Regions from separate parts of the Oryctolagus cuniculus genome. Here region 1 is linked to region 2. Evidence: chromatin contacts called from public Micro-C data. All regions are on one chromosome and are shown on one strand. The core of a region is the stretch at or near the end of the contact, and the rest is flanking DNA. Distances in the headings are between cores, read along the strand shown. Region 1 has its middle 19 kb from the start of ZC3H12A. Region 2 holds the start of SNIP1 (Smad nuclear interacting protein 1).

What was found. A called contact is a pair of places that touch in the nucleus more often than the background predicts.
Region 1: a contact with region 2 is called in a Micro-C map of ear pinna, with 4 times the contacts expected there. The contact joins the enhancer-like site here to the promoter of SNIP1 in region 2. A contact is called at or near these places in 2 of 6 Hi-C or Micro-C datasets (ear pinna and an unstated tissue).

What each region holds. Positions count from the first base shown.
Region 1 is chr7:135,304,952-135,307,651 of mOryCun1.1, reverse strand. No RefSeq gene overlaps it. Among named protein-coding and RNA genes, the nearest start is that of ZC3H12A, 19 kb to the right of the region's middle. Within about 2 kb of position 1,386, at least 3 of the 8 cell types and tissues checked have an H3K27ac peak or open chromatin away from gene starts, as enhancers often do. A contact at or near this core is called in ear pinna, where this site is marked.
Region 2 is chr7:135,212,904-135,215,603 of mOryCun1.1, reverse strand. SNIP1 (Smad nuclear interacting protein 1) reads right to left here and starts at 1,304. Exons shown (of 4, transcript XM_002720662.5): 1 at 990-1,304. The coding sequence starts at 1,213. It overlaps DNALI1 (dynein axonemal light intermediate chain 1), which reads left to right and starts at 1,976. Exons shown (of 6, transcript XM_008273652.4): 1 at 1,976-2,133; 2 at 2,520-2,665. The coding sequence starts at 2,020.

The DNA.
Region 1 (2,700 bases), core at 137-2,636, 92 kb before region 2:
CCCCCCCTCTCTCCCCTTGAATGCCCTAATTCATCCTTCCTCTCTCTCTCTTTCTCTCTCTCTCTCTCTCTCTCTCTCGGTCCCCAAGCTGCTAGGGACAGCAGAGCAAGGGAGACATCCTCGTGGGGCTCGCCATGCACCCTGGGGTGGGTGAATCATGGAAGGACCAAGGCCCACTGTGAGTATCACACAGGCTGAGGAGGACAGCCCAGCCTGGGGTACCTGAAGCAAAATAGGGAGAGGAGTGTCACGTTTGGGGGAGCCCAGTTCACACGGGGGCTGGGCCCAGCTGGGAGTGGGGTGTCAGGGCCTCAGGCAGGGGGAAGAGGCTGACTGCTCAAGTCACCCATCAGTCAAGCTTCAGGGCCCCACCTCCTGCACCTGCTGGAATCCTTTCTGGGGCCACACTGAGCTGACTCAGGAGGACTGCCCAGGTCAGCCATGAAGGCAGACACTCCGTGAGCACCGGGCAAGTGCGGGGCAGTGCACACGGGGCTGGGGCTAGAGCCAGGGTGGGGTGAGCCAGGGAGGCCTCCTCCATCAGACCGGGACCTCAGGGAGGCTGCCACTGCAGAGCCAGGACAGAGACAGGCCCGTGGGGGCAGAAGCAGCTGGAGCAGTGTGGCCTCCCCTCAAGGCCAGAAAACGTCCACGGGGGCCCGAGGAAGACGCAGCCACCAGCTGGAGTGGGGTGGGGTGGCCGCAGCTCTGGGCCTCACCCACCTGGTGCATCCCATTCCCCAAGGGCTCTGGTCCAAGCACCTGGCAATCCTGGGACCCCCAAGGACGACCCCTTAGTCACAGCCAGCCGGGGAAGCAGTCTCCGGGGTCATCTCACACCCTCAACCAGAACTCGCTGCCCGGGACTCTCTCTGGAGGGCAGACATCCTCGCATGGAAGCCCTGGCCTTGTGTGTTCCTTAGAGAAGCAAGGGCTGGCTGCAGGCCCTCCGCTCACACTTCGGGGGTCACTGAGAAAGGCGGGCGCAGCTTGGGATGCGTAGGGGCTGCACCCCAGCACTTCCCTCTGCCCTTCCCAGGCCCGGGTGAGAGCCCCCACGCAGACACCCCACCCTCACGACAGTCTCCAGCCCCACCTCCCAGAGGGCCCCCTACCCAGGGGTCCCACCTGGGGCCAGTGCCAGGGCGGCCCCGCCCAGCACAGTCAAATAACCGCTCGGACCCAGTCCGATTCCACTTTTCTAAGGCCAAGCGGGCAGTGAAGGTCAGCTTCAGACCCCAGAGGCGCTCTCCTCCCCTCAGCCCCCAGCAGGGGGCGCCGCAGTCTAGCTCCGGCCCCACTGCGCCCCCGAGGAGGGAGAGCGGCTCCGCCCGGCGCTGGGGCACCCCAGGAGCGTGGCGGCGAGGAGACCCCGCGCCGGCGGACCCTGAGAGGGAGGCCGCGGTCTGCAGCCGAGTCGCCGCCGGCGACACGGGCGTCCCCTCCAAGGGCAGGGCTTTTAGGGGTTTCGTTCCAGCTTCGGACTCCAGGAGAGGGCGCCACCAGCCGTCCCGAGGGCGGAACCAGAGGGATGGGGGGCCCCCCGGCCCGGCTGGGCGGCTCCCTGTCCGCGGGGCCCCGCGCGCCTCCGTTGCAAACCCACGCGCGGCCTTGGCCTGCCTGACTTCTCTCTGCCTCCACTACGTCTTTCCTTGGCAGCTTTGTAAGAGAAGCAGCACCTGCTGGAGCCACACACGCTCTTCCCTGAATTGGGGATCCAGGTTCCCCGGGGAGCGCGGGCGCGGGGGCGCGGGGCCAGGGCGAGCCTTTCGGGGGGGGGGGGGGGGCCAAGCGCCAAGCGCCTCCTCCCGACAGCTCCCCGGCCCTTGTCCTCTGAGTGTTTTCAGTTGGGTCCATTATGCGAAATTTCTTTTTGAACGCCGACATATTCAAATCCAGATGTTGTGCCCGCAGAACAAAAAGCTGCCTTCAAATTCTGTGAAGAGTGGCTTCTCGTCTTTTGAAGGAATAACATCTCCTGATAAGTGGATTTTTTTCCCTCCAGCCAAGAACCTGCTGCTCTGAATTCGTTAAAAACCAGCTGAATAGCCTGTCTCCATTAAGTCTCAGAAGTGGAGCAGGTGGCCAGGTGCATGGAGTGTCACCGTTGATGATGGATTCAGGACCTTGTGTAGGGGTTCGCCCAGAAGAGGAGGCTGGATTTTTTATACTTTTTTTTATTTATTCACACACTTTTGTTAAAAATTCAAGACGTACATTCTAATGGCACAAATGTAAGGTGGAATAGATTGGGGGAAAAAAATAAACCTCTCGAATAGCCCACTTCATTTTGCTGATTCAAGTAACAGCTCTCAGGAAGGAAGAATGCATTAAACATACCCACTGTAAAATAGTCCCAATTTCCTTAATATTACTTTTTAAAGTATACCTTACAGCAGGGGGAATATAGATTAGGTATTTGTTGGCTGTGATATGTGTACATATAGCCAATAAGAATTTTTATCAGTGCTGGCATCCCATATGGGTGTTGTTTCGAGTCCCAAGTTGCTCCACTTCGGATCCAGCTCCCTGCTAATGCACCTGGGAAAGCAGTAGAAGATGGCCCAAGTGCTTGGATCCCTGCACCCACGTGGGAGATCTGGAAGAAGCTCCTGGCTCCTGGCTTCAGATCAGCTCAGCTCTGGTTGTTGTGGCCATTTGGGGAGTGAACCAGCAAGTGGAAGACCTCTCTCTCTGTCT
Region 2 (2,700 bases), core at 55-2,554:
GGGGCTTACCTACTAACACAAACACATTTGTGAAAGACTGCTGATCACACCAAAGGAGCCGGGGGGCTTCCCGTTCCTCACCTACTCTCCCGCCTACGCCGCTGCCTCGGAGCCTCGGATCCTCCTCACTCAGGGAACACGGCTCTCCATCCCCTACCCTTTGAAGACTCTCCTGTCCAGGTCTGTCCCTTGGCTGTTCGCCCACCACCATGCAGAAGTCACTCTCATCACCACAATTCACGGGAGGCACCTCCTCCCCGGCCCACCTCATCGCTACCATCCTCCTCCTCCTCCACGATCACGACTTCTAGCTCACGTTCCTTGCACGTTTCCTCGGCGGCCAGATCACTCAGGTCTCTGCTCAAACGGCACCTCTTTCAAAGAGTTCTATCCCCGCTTCCTTCCAGTCTCTCACGATCACCTTACTGGGCCGACCTAGCCCTGAGACCTGTTGCCATCGGAAACTGTTTTGTTTGCATGTTGGCAGTCTTCCTGGGGCTCAAGCTCGTCCAATTTCACGAAAGCCTCACCCGTGTGGCCCAGGTCCCTAGTGCACTCTTTAGTACCCTATAGGCATTCAGTAAAAGTACGCTGAACGATGAACAAACAGTGCACCTAGCAGATCGCTTATACTCGCGTGGGGTGGATAAGGGCGAAGACAACGCCCGCACTCCCTGCGCGGGCAGACGGGGGGAAAATCTTTCAACTTAACGGACGATGAGTGCTAGCCGCTGGGCCACGCGCTCCGCGAAGTGCTGGCGACACACGAAAGAGGGGGCGAGGCCCTGACCCACAGGCATCAGCTCGACCCCAGCTGTCACGCAAGTAACCAGCACCGGAGCACACACGCCTTTACCCGAGCGCGACCCGGCCACTCCCACCGCCTCCCGCTGCTGGGCTCGGCATTCAGAACCCACTTCTGATGCCGGCCCTGTGCTCTTTTCTCAATGAGTCCGACCCAAGGTCCACCCCGGCTGTTCTCTGCTTACCGGCTCTCTCCCCGGGCTCTGCTCCCGCGGTGGCCAGGGCGGCCCGGCTCGCCGGCCGGCGGGGACGGAGTAGCGCCGAGGTCCGGCCGGCGGGGGGCGGGCGGCTCGGCTTCCGGGCTGAGGCGCTCCTGCTTCACCACCACCGCCGCCGCCGCCGCCGCCACGTCCCCCTCCCGGTGCCTCCGCCGGCTCCTCCGCTCCCGCTCGCTCTTCACCTCTTTCATTCTGCGACTCGGGTCGGGCAAAAGAAAAGAGGTCCGTTGAGCCACTCTCTCCGAAGGAAATGACGAGCTTGACCTCTGGACTTCCGCTTCCGGGGTGTGAGCTCTCCCAGCAACCCTCGCGGCGGAGCGCTGAACATGTGACGGCGCCCCCCCCGTGGGCGGGGCTGCAGGGAGCCGGCCCGAAGGGCGGGAGTTTTAAGTTTGGAAAGCAAACTACTGGGGAAAAGCGAACCTCTCAAGTTAATTCTTCACCGCGTAACTACAGAGCATGTGGGCAACCTCAGTGTACAGCTGTAGGGGGCTCCTTAGCCAATCACTGGGCATTACGTAGCTATTAGTAACGTTATCACGAACCATATACCGCTTTGTGGAAAAAGCCCGGACCGACACGGTAGAGGAAGGCGACGAAACTGCGCGCCAACCGTGATTCCATTTGGCCTTGGAAATACAAAAATGCAATCATAGTAGCCCGTGGACAAATCCTGCTATGTCAGTTCGCCATTTAACCTTGAGGAATACTTTTTAAAGCCCTGGGGATTCCAGAGACCCTCTTTTGGGGAATGGTCTCCAGCCCTTCACTGAGGTGACAATCTTGGGGCTCAGCGAAGGGGGATCTACCCAATCACGCAAGTTGCGCGCTATACGCAGCGCAGGGACTCGAACCCCCGTCTCCCGGGCGACCCGGCTGGCAGCAAGATTAAGACGCCGAGTGCCGGGGCCGAGCGCCAGGGCTGCGCGGGACGCGTCCGCGCGCCGCGCCACGCCCACCCGAGGCCCCGCCCCGGCCGGGAGGGGGGGCGGTTTCCATGGTGACCGCAAACCAGGCCCCCATCGCCGCCATGATCCCCCCGGCCGACTCTCTGCTCAAGTACGACACCCCGGTGTTGGTGAGCCGGAACACGGAGAAACGGAGCCCCAAAGTGAGGACGGGCCTCGGGGGACCGGGCCAGGCAGATCCCCGCGGCGAGAGTCCGGAGTCCGGGGACGGGCCCTGGGACGGGCGGAGAGGGAGCGAGTGGTCCGGGTGGTCCAGATGTCGCTGGGTGTGAGCGCCGCAGGTTAGACCTGGTCGCGGGGAGACAGACGGTAGGGATTCCTCTCCCGGTAGTCGGGTTCAAGGACAGGTCAGGTCGCGATGTCCCCACCGCTACAGGTGGGAGCGCAGACGCCTGACCGCTTCCTCCAGAAACACTGGTCCGCGCATTGCGTTGGGACCAGGGACTCTTCACGGGCTGGGGGTAGGGGAGGGGGTGCGCAAGACCCGGAGGCGTCCAGGGGGCTGAAGGCCTGAATCGTCTCTTCCCAGGCTCGGCCACTGAAAGCCAGCCCCCAGCAGCCGGGACCCTCCAGTCCAATCCCACAGATAACCAAGACCAAGCTCCCCTCAACTTCCTGTGTCCCAGATCCTACAAAGCAGGCAGAAGAAATTTTGAATGCCATTCTGCCCCCAAGGTAAAGCGTGGGCGCAGAGGCTGGGAGAAGACCAG